2 separate regions of the Drosophila melanogaster genome follow, and region 2 is linked to region 1. The links are chromatin contacts, called in public targeted proximity ligation maps. All regions are on one chromosome and are shown on one strand. The core of a region is the stretch at or near the end of the contact, and the rest is flanking DNA. Distances in the headings are between cores, read along the strand shown. Region 1 holds the start of Eip63E (Ecdysone-induced protein 63E). Region 2 holds the start of CG10357.

What was found.
Region 2: a targeted proximity ligation map of the Kc167 cell line shows a contact between it and region 1, with 2.3 times the contacts expected there. A contact is called at or near these places in 6 of 107 Hi-C or Micro-C datasets (the Clone 8 cell line, the Kc167 cell line, the S2 cell line and 2 more) and 1 of 7 datasets of targeted methods (the Kc167 cell line).

What each region holds. Positions count from the first base shown.
Region 1 is chr3L:3,512,488-3,518,925 of dm6, reverse strand. It overlaps Eip63E (Ecdysone-induced protein 63E), which reads right to left and starts at 3,175. Exons shown (of 11, transcript NM_001202113.2): 1 at 2,992-3,175; 2 at 2,098-2,397. The coding sequence starts at 2,152. It overlaps ImpE2 (Ecdysone-inducible gene E2), which reads left to right and starts at 6,245. Exons shown (of 1, transcript NM_057232.5): 1 at 6,245-6,438. The coding sequence starts at 6,324.
Region 2 is chr3L:3,612,853-3,619,290 of dm6, reverse strand. It overlaps CG10357, which reads right to left and starts at 3,909. Exons shown (of 4, transcript NM_139564.2): 1 at 3,669-3,909; 2 at 3,129-3,593; 3 at 2,871-3,069; 4 at 2,609-2,814. The coding sequence starts at 3,897. The coding sequence ends at 2,742. It overlaps CG10359, which reads right to left. Exons shown (of 5, transcript NM_001144410.2): 2 at 6,086-6,216; 3 at 5,331-5,542; 4 at 5,038-5,221; 5 at 4,047-4,980. The coding sequence ends at 4,218.

The DNA.
Region 1 (6,438 bases), core at 1,926-4,425:
TACTCCAGTTGATGATAACTTAATAAAGGGGGATATATGAGAAGAAACTACATTTCATACTCACGAATACATAGTATTGAATAATAAATATTTGAACAAGATTCGTTGCTAGAGTGCAGTGTATTTAAAAATGCATTTTATTGTTGTCAGGTATACTCTAAATATTTACGATCACTTGTGCATACCTACATACGTATTGATTAAATTAAGTGAAAATTCCAAAGTCCATGTAATATGTGAACCACTCAAATGAATCATGTTTCCCGCTGTGTCAACTGGCTTATCAAAGTTTTGCCTTTTGTTTTAGTTGATAAGAAATAACACAGAAAATGACTCTCAAAATGAGAATGTTGGGATAAAAATGGCAACCTAAAATTGGCAATGGTATCTAAGCAAAAACAAAACAAAAAAACTCAGAAAGAACAGCGAGTTAGATTTTTTGGCCAAGTTTTATGAACGAAAACCGTTAAACGGCAACCGTTAGCTTTGATTTAATTAGAAGATTTTTGTGGGCTTGCTACAGTTTATCAAGCCCCAAAGACAACACACGATTTCAGCATCAAACTGTGGCCATGGAGGGGATTTGGGCTCTGCAGTGGCTGGACTGATTCGTATGCTTCTCTCACTGGCTCTTAAAGCAGGTTTTCCATTTGGCCTTTGGCATAAGCCCCGCACTGAACTACTCGAGTGCCCAGCAAAAGCCGCACAAGTCGCTCTCTGTGTGTGTTTGGCTTTGTGTGCCAGTGTTTGGGGCACACAAATATGAATAAAGGCTACAGTGGATGCTCGCGAAGCGAAACAAAGAACATTGGTGGAGTGCCAACACTATGACATACCATTTATTCAACTAAAAGGAGTGCCACTGTTATCGGGATTGCACACGAGCTCCACCTAGCGGCGTTAACAATTACTGCTCGCAATAACTTAATAATGAAAAGTTTTTTTAATTAAGTAGCTCACCATACCCGATGACCACTGTTCAAGGTGTAGTAAAACATCGGGCAACGAGAAATATGCATGATTTTGTAGCTGCCGTTGTTTTTGTGATTATTCCTCTCTTTTTTGCGGCTGCTGCGTGTAAAATCAATAAATTCGAGCGGGTTCAAGAGGTGACGACAACGTCGAAAATGCCTATGACCTTCAGGCCCCTAGCTGACCTTCGCCATGGCCCCATACCCCCTTGTTGCCCCCCGCATGCTACCATTTTCCGCCTTGGCAATTAAATTTCGTATGTAATTTTTTACACTTTTTTTTTGCTGGCCGGCACTTCTTAATTATCGTTGTTAAGCTGGTTATGGTTTGTTTTGCTTTTGCTGCTTTGTGCCTCGCTTTTTGTTCAAATTTATTCCCCGCGACCAGTGGCATTCATTAATTTCTTGCCTTATTCGCTGCCCTCGCTTCGCTCTTTTGGTTATTGATATTAATAAAACTTTTCTTCTTTCCTCAGCCCAAAAAGAAGTCCAAAAACAAATCGGCCAGCAATCGTGGTTGCTCAACAAGTTACGTCAGATGCGTTGGTGGGGATTGCTGTTTCAGGGTTTTTTGCCCGGATCCCGGAATACAAAACAAAAGATTAAGCTTTTGAGGGATTAGGATTACGGCCTTGTGTACCGGGCAAACAAATGTGCAAGTCTTTGGAAAAGCGCAGATAAGCGGGCGAATTATGGAATTTTACTTGTTTTTTTTTTTAATTTCTCTGCCGCCATCTGGAGATGAAAGAACCTTAATGAAAAACCTTCCAAACATTTAAAGATATTGTATGTTTATTTCCATAGTTTTATGGCTCTTCTTAAAACCTAACCTTCCTTTAATTGCCTTTAAATGTCAGTCTTTCTTAGCCAAAGGTTATACTAATATCTAGGTCGACCAACTAACTTTAGTTTAATTACACAGAGTGGCATTGACCGGAAACCTGCAATTTAAATTGTTCGTTCGCCTTGAACTTTAACCGACTTGTCGTTTGTATGTGCACCCTTGCATCTGTGCTTCAGTTTTTTGTGGGTCACCATTTACTGTTTCTTTTTAAAGATTTTTAAGGGTTTTACTTCTTGTGATATATTTTCTTTAATCTTAAATCCTTTTAAGTATATAACTCACCATCTTTAGCATTTGTTGCCCCCGTTGTTGTTGTTGTTGTGGTGGTGGTGGCCATAGTTTTAGTTTTTGATTTTATTGTTGCTGGTGTTGTGCAGGCAGAGGCCTCTGCCGACGCCGACGTCGCTGCTCTGTAGAAAGCCGATGTTGTTGTTGCCGATGTGGATGTGGTTAGTTTTGTTGTTGTTGCTTCCACGGCGCCAGCAGCTGACAAACTTCGCGAGCAGTGTATTAGTCACCTGTTCTTTACAGGTGCAAGAAGTAGGGGGTGGCAACTGGATGGGCTTTGTATGCGTATGTCAGCTGATAGGGGGGAAAAACGCGAGATTTGTTAATCAGCGTGGAAAAAGGCGAGGATGGGGTTTTCCAGGTGTTCCGTAACCAGGAAGTGCACAAAAATTAAAACAACAAGAATTAAAAGTCATGAAGCTAGTTTTGGTTATCTTGGTAAGAATCGACTTTATTTGCGGGTTTCATTCATTTAGCAAGTATTTGGAATTTATTTTAGTAGGGATTTTGTTTTTTTGATCCATTGTCCACCATTAAGGTTTTAAGTTAACTTTCGTTACTTTTAGATATCAAATCTATATATTGATATTTTGGGCACTCTGCTGCTTCTCTAATTTTGGTTCACTTAAGTGGCCAAGACTTTCTATTTAATATTTTTGCTTAGCACACAAGCAGCTGCCTTAATTTATAATTGAATTTATCAAATTTATTTCTGTTATTATTTCGCTTGCTCTTTTGTTTTTATTTTATTTTTGTTGCATGTGCGTCGGTGTTTATGCATGTGTGCGCGCGTGTGTGTGTGTGTGTGTGCGTGCTTATGCGAGAGTTGGTGCACTGTGTGTTTGTTGTTGTTGCTAGTGACGCGTACGCGTGTTTTCTCGCTCGCACCTGCACGTTTTCACTGGCTCGATTAGTTGCCGCACGCTGCTAACGGCCGCTGCACATGTTTTCGGTAATTTTACGCGATTATTTGTTTAGTTTCTTGTGCAATTTCACAGTTGTTTTTTGACGGCGACTCGCGGAGCGAGCACGAATTTGGTCACACCACATCGCCAGTGTGGCCAGGCAGGGGTCAGCGCCAAAAAATCAGGCGGCGCAGCTGAGAAATACCAAAACATATGACTTTGCAGAAAATACTGCTAACTTTTAACAGCACGCAAGTAACAGAATTCTGTTAAAAAAAAATAATTGTATTGACTTAAGTTCTACAAGAACAATACTAATTTCTCTAAATTTCAAGAAACAATGCGGTTCCTCTAGCCTTTTAATCGGAACGGTAAAGCAACTAGCTAGAGATCTTATAGAAACTAACAAGTTAAAATCCAAGGTTAACAGTACATTAAAATACAACTATCCGGCAACGTCAAAGTCATCTTTTCCACTTTCTGGCAGCCTGCTTTCAAAGTTTTTAAAACAATGAAATAACTGAATTCTCATATTGCACTTTAAAGAAATGTGGATTGCAACTGAGGGCAAATAACAATAATATAAAATTGTTCCTTCATTTTTGTTTTGTTAATATATAAAAATATCATGTTATTTGACAGAATGTTTTTTATAGTTTTAATACAACATTTTCTTGAGTTCTTTAATATTTTTGAATTCAACGTTTTTATTACGACTCCAAACCTATTTAACAGCCAACATAAATATTAAAGCCACTGAAAATTTTTCTAAGGCTAAACTCTCTTTTTTCTATATTTTTCTCGAAGTTCAAAAGGGATAACTGACCTTGGCAGAAATTCGTTTACAATTATTCACTATTGTTTTAGACCCAATAAACATTTTTTTACAATTTGACAACAAATTTGTGACCTTGACAAGAAAATATGACACCAATATTTCGGCAACAACAATCGGCTTAGGTTGATAAGTGAGGTAATTTTGGATGACGAAGATCGCCTGACTCTCCCACTCGCTCCCAGTTTTTTTTTTTTTTTTTTCTGACATTTTGTTGCTGTTTTTGTCACCCAATTTGCACGGGTATTTATTTGTTTTTTGATTTTTTTTTTAGTATTCCGCACGGCTGTTGAGTGAAAGTTGCCACCGTTTAGAGTAATGTGTGTTGTTGTTGCTGCTGCCACGCCCACTGCCCGCCCGCCTTATCGTCACCTGTCGCTGGATGTGAGTGAGGTGCTAATTCGACAGTCAATTGTGTAAAAAAGAGTACGGCTAGCAATTGCATAATATCAAAGCTAAAAACCGAAACTCGAGCAAAAATATTTTGGGCGCCAGAGATCAGAGAAAAAGAAGGCGATTAACCAACTCCAAGAAAAGCCATAAAAATCGACAGAACCGAAATGAGTTTTTTTTTTTGTTTGTAACTCGGGGGGAAACGTGTTCTTCCCATTGCCGAAATCAATTTTGTTGCAGAATTAAAAGCCACAAGCTGGGGTCATAAAATATCTGAAAGAGATCAGTTGTGAGATCCCAGAGTTTCAAGTCAATGTCCTTTGCAATCCACTTCGATCTTTGATTGCTCTTGATGCCCTCAGAAAAGGTATACTAAAATAGTCAGGCGATTAGTTTTATATTTTTAACTTTAATAGCAATACTTGATAGCACTTCTTGTGGAATATTAACAATATGCAATAGTTCAACTTATATAAACTTATAACCCATATCAAGCTGTACCAGCCAAGAATCATTATAATTCCTCGAATTGAAGGGTATTGAAACGCTGTTTTTAAAAATCAGTGCTTCCTCGTTTTTTAGTTGAATTTCGTTCTTTTTTTTTATCATCTTTGGTTGTAAATCGTCTTGGCCCTTGCAGGTTTGGCCTGTTTGCAGACCTCTTGTTGGCCAAAAGGGCCACAGAACGAGTTCTGACCACCGCCGATCGAGCTGCAAATGGTTCAATCGATCGATCGATCGATCACCATATGAAAGTCCCAAGTGGACAGGAGATAAGTTTTCCTTCTATGCACAGCAACGTTTTCTCCATCAAACGTTTGACCCATTTAACTACATTTAAATGTTCTCATTTGCATAGAACACATTTGGAGCTTTGTTCGCCGGTCTTGTGGGCGTTTTGGTTTGGTTTCTGTGCATTTCTAATGAATTATTAACCCAGAACCGGGGGAAAACGCATCCCAGCGATGCATCTTCCCTGCAGAGACAGTCGGTCCAAAGCTAATTGACTCTAAAAATAGCCGGAGCAGGTTTCTCCGTCCAGTCTGCGTCTGCATCTCGACACTGCATTTAAGTCGGTCTGGGGAACGGGTTTCCATCGAAGACCAAAGATCCAATGAGCTCAAGATTCACCATCCAGTCAGCAGAACGGCCGATAGGGCCAAATGCGTTTCTTGTAGGAGCGTTTAGCCAAACAAGAAAACCAGTAAAATCTGCTGATCAAATGTCGCTGCCTGGAATCGAGTCAACAAGGAATGAGAGTGAAAAAGTGGAAAACCTGCGGAAAAGGGGGAGTTGCATGCACCAATCGATGATCAGGGAAGACTGCAACAGAGACTAATCGCTGCACAGTTGGTCAATGTGAGAAATTTTGTAACCTTTAAAAACATTTAGCAATTATCACAGCAATAGATTTTTTCACGGATGTTTAGCTTATCCCAAGATTATCTCAGTTCAGTAAAATTTAATAGTAATCACAGTTTTTAATCCTAAGACAACAAGATAGATAACTACAGTCCTAAACAAACAAGGAAAGTATTCAAAATCTTGAAATCAAAATCTTGAAAATCAAAAAAGTATTCAAATGAAAAAACCCTATTTTCTTTTTTCCCAAAATTAGTTTTTATTTTTTTATTTTCTTATTTATACTCCTATAAACTTATTTCTGCTATATGCCCTGAGTAAAACAAACACTGATGGCCGATAAAACAAACATGATTGATGATGGTCCCAGCCCTTTTCGCTGTCCCAACGTCTTGGCCAATTACAAGTGCAGCTTCGTGGCCAAAAAGGCTTCTGATTCTCGATTCCTGTGTGCAATGCAAGACCAACTTGGTCCAGTTCAATGACACTCAGTGTGCAAGAATTGGCCAAAGACGATGGCACTGATACTACCACTTTTCCCCAACCTCTTGCTCATACCTTAGCCCTGTGTGCTTGTTTGTCTGCCAACAAAGTCGACGGCGGCTGCGCAGCCGGTGGTTTGTATAAAATGCGATGGGCCTAAAGAAATTTCAAACAGTTGCGGCCGTGAGGCGCTAGTGAACACATCTTGAAATCGAAGGAGATATAGGAGATAAGTCGCGATAATGAAGCCCGTTGCCTTGATCCTGGTTTTCCTGGCCATTAGCCAAGCCAGAGTACTCAACTTGCCCAAGGAGGCGATCGATATTCCTGTGGCCATTGTCGAGGATAAGGAGCCAC
Region 2 (6,438 bases), core at 2,660-5,159, 100 kb before region 1:
GTCAGCTCGATGTTCCTCTGTGTTTGTTTGCCCATTTGGGCCATCGTCCTTTCGTGTCCTGGCTGTCTAACATTGTCCGTTCATTGTCTTGCCATGGCCTGTTTTTTTGAGAGGTGGCAAGCTGGAAAATGGGAAATGGGGACTGGGGTTTTCCTTTCTGTTTGCCATTCAATATTGGCGCCATTGTAGCCCCTCTCCGCGACTCCTTGCATATCCTGGCCGCGCAGCCTTTCCCCTCCTCGGCAGCCATAAAATGTTCAATTAGTTAATGAAAAATTTTCCAATTGGAAAACATTCGAGTTCAACTAACGACGTTGTATGCAGGGAAGGCGCCGCAGAGGAATAAGGATATGGATAAGGTAGGGGTCTTTCGCCTTTGTAGAATATGCCTTCAGGTCGGAAATTTATGCATGTGATTTATGCACAACAACGATTGCCAATTACAATGTCATTTCTCTTCTTGTCTCCTCGGCTTTGTGTTCGCATTTGTTCATTTTGTCTTGCCTCTGGGTTCCTTTTTTTTTCACCTTTTTTACCTGTATCTTTGGGCGAGTGTCCGTGTGTGGGGTGCCATTAAGAAATGTGTCAAAACATGTGAGGAATTATATAAGTTAAAACACGACAGCGCAGGGGTCAAACATACAGAGCAGACAGGCTAAAAGGATAATAGGCTGGCGCAAGAAAAAATGTATTTTTATAGAAGCATGCAGTTTTTTAGGTCTCTGATAAAATTTATAAAATAACCAAGACGTTGGTCTTATTATAAAACATACTAGTTTTCATTATTAGAGATTATGTTGATTTGTTCTTTCTTAGTTTTTATACTAATGAAGTTAAACACTACTTCTGCTTCTCCCCCTGAAAACAGTTCCCGAGCTCATATTTCATATGAATTAGAGCGGAACATTGGTCATTGGCACGTACCCTCTCAAGGGCCCTCTTGGTCCCCTTAACCCCGCTTAACCTGAGACGACCCCCACCCACAAGGCACCCAACCATTCAGCCATTCAGCCATCGCCAGAATCAAAAGTCAACAACTCTCGCTTTGTTTTACTTTCCCAGCAAACAGAAATTAAAGCCAGAGAAAAAAGCAAAACGAGTGGCGGACAGGAAAAGCCAACGCATGACACAAATTTCAGGGAAGGAAGGTAGGTGGTGGTGGCAGAACAAAAAGCGGACTGCCGAGGAAATGGGGAAAATGCGTCAAGGGAAATGATGGAAATATTGAGAACGCATATGAGAAGAGCAAAAACCAAAAAAAAAAAAAAATAGTCCAGACTTTGGCGCGCGGCACTCGGTAAACAAAGAAATAACGTTCAGCAAACAGAAACGGAAAACAGAAACTCGCTGGTTGACCGAGCATCAATAGAGCGGCTAACTTGCTGGATTTTCACCATGGAAAAGCTGGGGAAAAACAAAGCATAAGCTTGGCACCAAATGCGCGAGTTTCCTGTGCAGGGCGGCTAATGGAGCCTGAAATCGATTTGCGGCACGATACAATGATCTATGATCGACTTAAATGAAGGGTGATCCCCGACCATTGACCACCGAACCACTTGATCCAACTGCAGCACCTGTGCCACCCACATCCAGCTTGCGTTTTCGGTGGACTTCCGATCGACAGCCAGCTGTTGCCATCTCGAAATCCCCAAATTTACAGCATTCCAACTCCTTTTAGTGGCATTTGCCTCTTAACAGGGAATTTACGATCGCTGCCTTTGTTTACTTATTCTCATTGGTGCTCTTCTTATTGGCCTCACCTTCTATACACTTACCTCACGCATTCTGAACACTGAGAGAAAATTATTAAGTTATCATTTTTCTAAGGTTTATTTAGCTTTGTCAGCTGTGCTCAGGAGAAACAAAATATTTAACATATTTAACATTGTTTTATGATAAGAGTTTTAATCTCTCCTCTGATTTATGCAAGTGTTTTCTCAGTGTAGTTGGCCGCTGGCTATGCGAGGGAAAGAAAAGTGGGGCCCAATCACCACTGAAACACCGAATCGCCAAGCCACCGCACCAAGCAGACCGAGGTGTCAAGTGTTTTTCGTTATCTTCTGCGGTTGCTTCCTCTTGTTTGTAGGCCAACAACTCCTCTGCAAGTTAGGATACCCGATCCAAGTGGTGGAAGCCCGAGACCGCCGACGTGTCTGCCTCTCGAATTGCGTCAAAAATTATCGCCATTAAATGTAGATGAGCGTTTAGTTGTAAAGTTATTGGCCCATAAATAACCCCCGGGTCCGCAGTCATCCACAGAATCCAGGTAACCGAAGAATCCGAAGAGGGGGACTGTTTGTTCTTTTCATTCATAAAATGAATGTGATTTATGAGTCGTTGCGCTTGCGGAACTTTTGATTGCAGGTTCTAATAAGGATGATGGTCGCAGCTAATTGAAATTCATTTGCCGATTGAACAGGAATTTAGTGAAATAAAAGATGAGTAGCTTTAGGAGGATGAAGGAGTTTTGACAAGACTAAATTTATGTGCTGGAAAGGCTTAAGCTATCGTATGTCTCTTTAACGTAATAAAGTTGCATTAACAAAACTGCAAGACAAAAGTTTTTCGCTTAAAGCCTATAAATTACTTTTAAATGATTATTGGTTTTAAGAATTATAATAAAATATATTCTTTTATAGAATGTGGGTCCAAATGGGTTGTTAGGTGGCGGCATCTATTTCTGAAGAAATACATGTTTTCGGGGTTTAACCGCCATCTATACTTAAGTGCGACAAGTAAAATCAGAAATGTGAGTTCCTGCCCTGGCCGTAGGGTGGCGCTCCATTAGTTTCCAAATAATAGTACAAGGTGGCGCTAGTAAAATATTGTTAAGAAAATTTGTGGTTATTGTTACAAAAACTAATACTAACCTGCGGTTAACATGTTCGCCCATAAAGACAGTTTGATAATCATTTGCGTTTTCTGTATTAGTTTTTGATTTTTCCCTTAGGCAGTCCTCTACACGCCGACTTTTAATGGCCGTTAAACTGCAAGAAACCGCTGGAAAATTCTCAGGCATTCCAATTGATTCAGCGTAGAACATGACTGCTCGATTGTGACTGCAACTATCTAATTAAAAGTATACAAAATATCAAAACCAATAAATAAGTAAACACAATCGAGCTTACAAGCCTCGTGGAGTAGCTTACTGGCAGCAACAACATCCACATTTTCGCATCCTGGCTGTGGAGCCAGTCCAAAATTCGGATAGAAGTCCACAGTTCCTCGAGGTCGAATGTCGCCAAACAAGGGATAGTCCGTGTGAATCACATCCACGAATTGAGCGGCATTCGAGTGCAAGCTATCATCCGATCGGCTTGAAAATAGGGGAAGAGCCGGATCCAGACCCGTAACTCTGCCCAAAGATCCGTTGAAATAACGTCCAATTCGTCCTGCGATATGAGCTCCCAAGCTGTGTCCTATGACATGGACTCCTTCTAAGGAGATCCCATGGCGCTGTAGGAATTCCTCCAATAATTTGGCTAGAATCTGGGCCACGTTCTTCACAGCCAATCGCGAACTGGGATAATCTAGATTGGCCACAGGACCCCAGTCAGCCACCAAAACATTCTCATATCCCTGAGCAGTATAGGCTTCGGAATTGTTGCATTATAAAAAAGAAGTTAGATATCTATCGCTTATGAGAATTTTTCTCTGCGAATTCTCACCATTTCTCAGAGGCATTATAGAGCCATGGGTGCAAGATCCCAGGTAACCGTGGACAATCAACTTAACAGATTCCACAGACGACAACTGTTCCACATTCTCCAGGGAAACATCCGCTGATGGTTTAAGGTAGTATATGGTACTCTGATTAAGTAAAGAGTCTAGCAAAGCGGCATGTAGTCCCAGAAATTGACAGAGAATTGGTACCAGACATAAGCTGGTCTTGGCCATGTCTAAGGTAATCCACAGTAAACACACTCGAATAACTGGAAATTCCATTGAAACCCCCCATCTATTTATACCCAAAATATAGCATGCGTTCCACTAATCGACCGATTAGAGGAAATCTCCCAGAGATGACGTACTTTCAGGCGAGTACTCGTAAATTTACTGTATTATCTAGGTATTAAGTAATTTTCCATAAATATTACACACACACGCACAGAGAGATTCAAAGCTAAAGCTAGGGTTAAAATGCAAGCAATCGATTGTGGGTTATCCCTGATTTCGGAGATGGCAGTTGGATATGGGTAGATGTTCTTCTAGATATCCTATCGCCTGGCATCATCTATTCCTTCGGAAATGGGACGAATCATCCAACGAACCCGTTTCAGCGAATTCTGCCCTGAAAAGGTGTCCCACCAGATCCCAGTTTCTCCAGGTTGGTTCTGGGTGGTATATTCGCCGAATAAGTTGCTCTTTGCGCAGTTGTTAAACCATCCAGCTCCCTTGTGTCTCAGGGCGCAATTGCACTCCAGGCAGTTGTCATTATCCTGATCCACAGTGCTAAACTTAGCTCCAGCATGATAGGACAATGAATCTCCAGCTGAAGGAGTCAAATTATCCTGGAATTTGCCCAGCAAGACGAGTGGATATAGTTCCTTTTCGCTGCCAATGGCAAACAACGAATATCCCGCATACGCCACGTTGCCCGAGAAGTCCTCCATCACAATCCGCAGTTCGTGCAAGGCCGATGAAGTGAGGGCATGCAGTTTGTTGAGACCAATAAAGAAGTCCCCAGCCAAATTGCCAAAGCCATCGCGATAATCCAGCCAGCCGCGTTCGAAGTTCACATCATCGGAGGTGCGGCTCAAAATAACAGTCCAATCCTCATCGCAGGATACGTAGAAGGATTCCGATTCGGGTGTGAGCTGTACTTTTAGAATTCCGTGGTTAGAAAGGAAGGAATAGGAGCAACTACTAGGCAACTGCCGTGTAGCTGTTGGTCCATTTAATCCACTTGGACCGTAGAAGATTGGCTGCTGACCTGGTGTCGACCTCAATCCCTTACCCTGGATCAAACGGCTTTGGCGCCTAAAAGATAGATAATTTTTAGTTCAATTACAATTTGAATTACTTAAATATTATTACCTAATGGCCCGTGAAAGATTGGCCACTTCAACCTGCACAGATCTGACACTGAGAGCAGTAGAAGCCAAAAGCGTGGCCAAGGCATCCAGACGACTTGATAAATTCAAGTTGGATTCATTAAATGTACCTATTCCCGAGCTGGGATACTGTTCCTGGGAAACGTCACGAACAGTGCGCGAGATATCTGCCGATAAAGAAATAACTTTATAAAAATTTGATTTTCAATGTGGACTGGGCAACCAGAGAGACAAACACAATACAATAGCACAACATCGACATTTCTAGTATGTTACCCTTCATCTTTTTGCGATTTCTTAGCTTGTGTTTTAGCTCCCTAACATTTCGGGGTCCGAAAACCTGATCGGTTTCACCTTTAAGCTCATCTAGAGTGTTCCTCGAAAGCCGCTGGATGTGCTCAAAACTGTCCAGTCTGTGCAGGAAGTCCAATTGCTGGGCCTTCATCGATTCCATGCGGGCCGAACTGCTTTCCACCAGCTGATCCAATCTAAAATATGTTTTATAAATAGTTAATAAATAGAAAATGATAAAGAAGCCCTCATTGACTTCGAAATGGCCCACTTAGACGATTTTCCTTGGGTTCAGTAAATGATAAAGCTCTAAGATATATTTCTGTTTGTATTGTTTCGCTCGCTAATCAGTTTGAGTTTGCCGCTTGCAGATTTCCGTTTTCAAACGATCGTAAGAAATAACCGATTAAAGGCAACAAAGAAAAAAATATATTATCCAAACAAGCAAAACGATGAGATCCAATCTATAAACTGCGTGTGAAAATCATCAGCAAATTTCTGCGAACCCATAACAATAAATTTGACCCAAAAAGCAAGAGCAGGTGCTACCCAACGATACTTGATCAAATAAATATAATTATATTGGCAAAAAATTGAACATCATTAAAGAGTTAATTCCTCTGCCAAATAAGTCGCAGTGTCACAAAAAAGTTTCCGAAGAGCTATTGATGCGCGGTTTTTGCTCTACCGGTTTTACAAAAATATTTCATATGATCCGTCTATGTCAAACCAGTTCTCACTTCTTATCGATGACTTCCAGCCGGTGGCGCTGGTCCTCGTCCAAGGTCACCAAGATGCCAACGCGATCGTGCAGATTGGTCATCAGCTCCTTGTAGTCGCATCTGGGAGCAATTGGTGGGGTCGCAATGCTCTGGAGAATGGCAGTACAAATAAAAAGAAGGGAGACGCTACATTAAGCAAACACGAGGCCAGCGCATTGAACTTGTTCTGGCCAAAACGAAACCTGCTGGCCAAAAGTCAGCAGCCAGTCGGCAAGTTTAAAATTCACATTACAGTGGGCGATCGAGAGAACAAACACACATTATGCAAAATGGATTTTTGCATTTCAAACAAAGGGATAATTTATTTTATT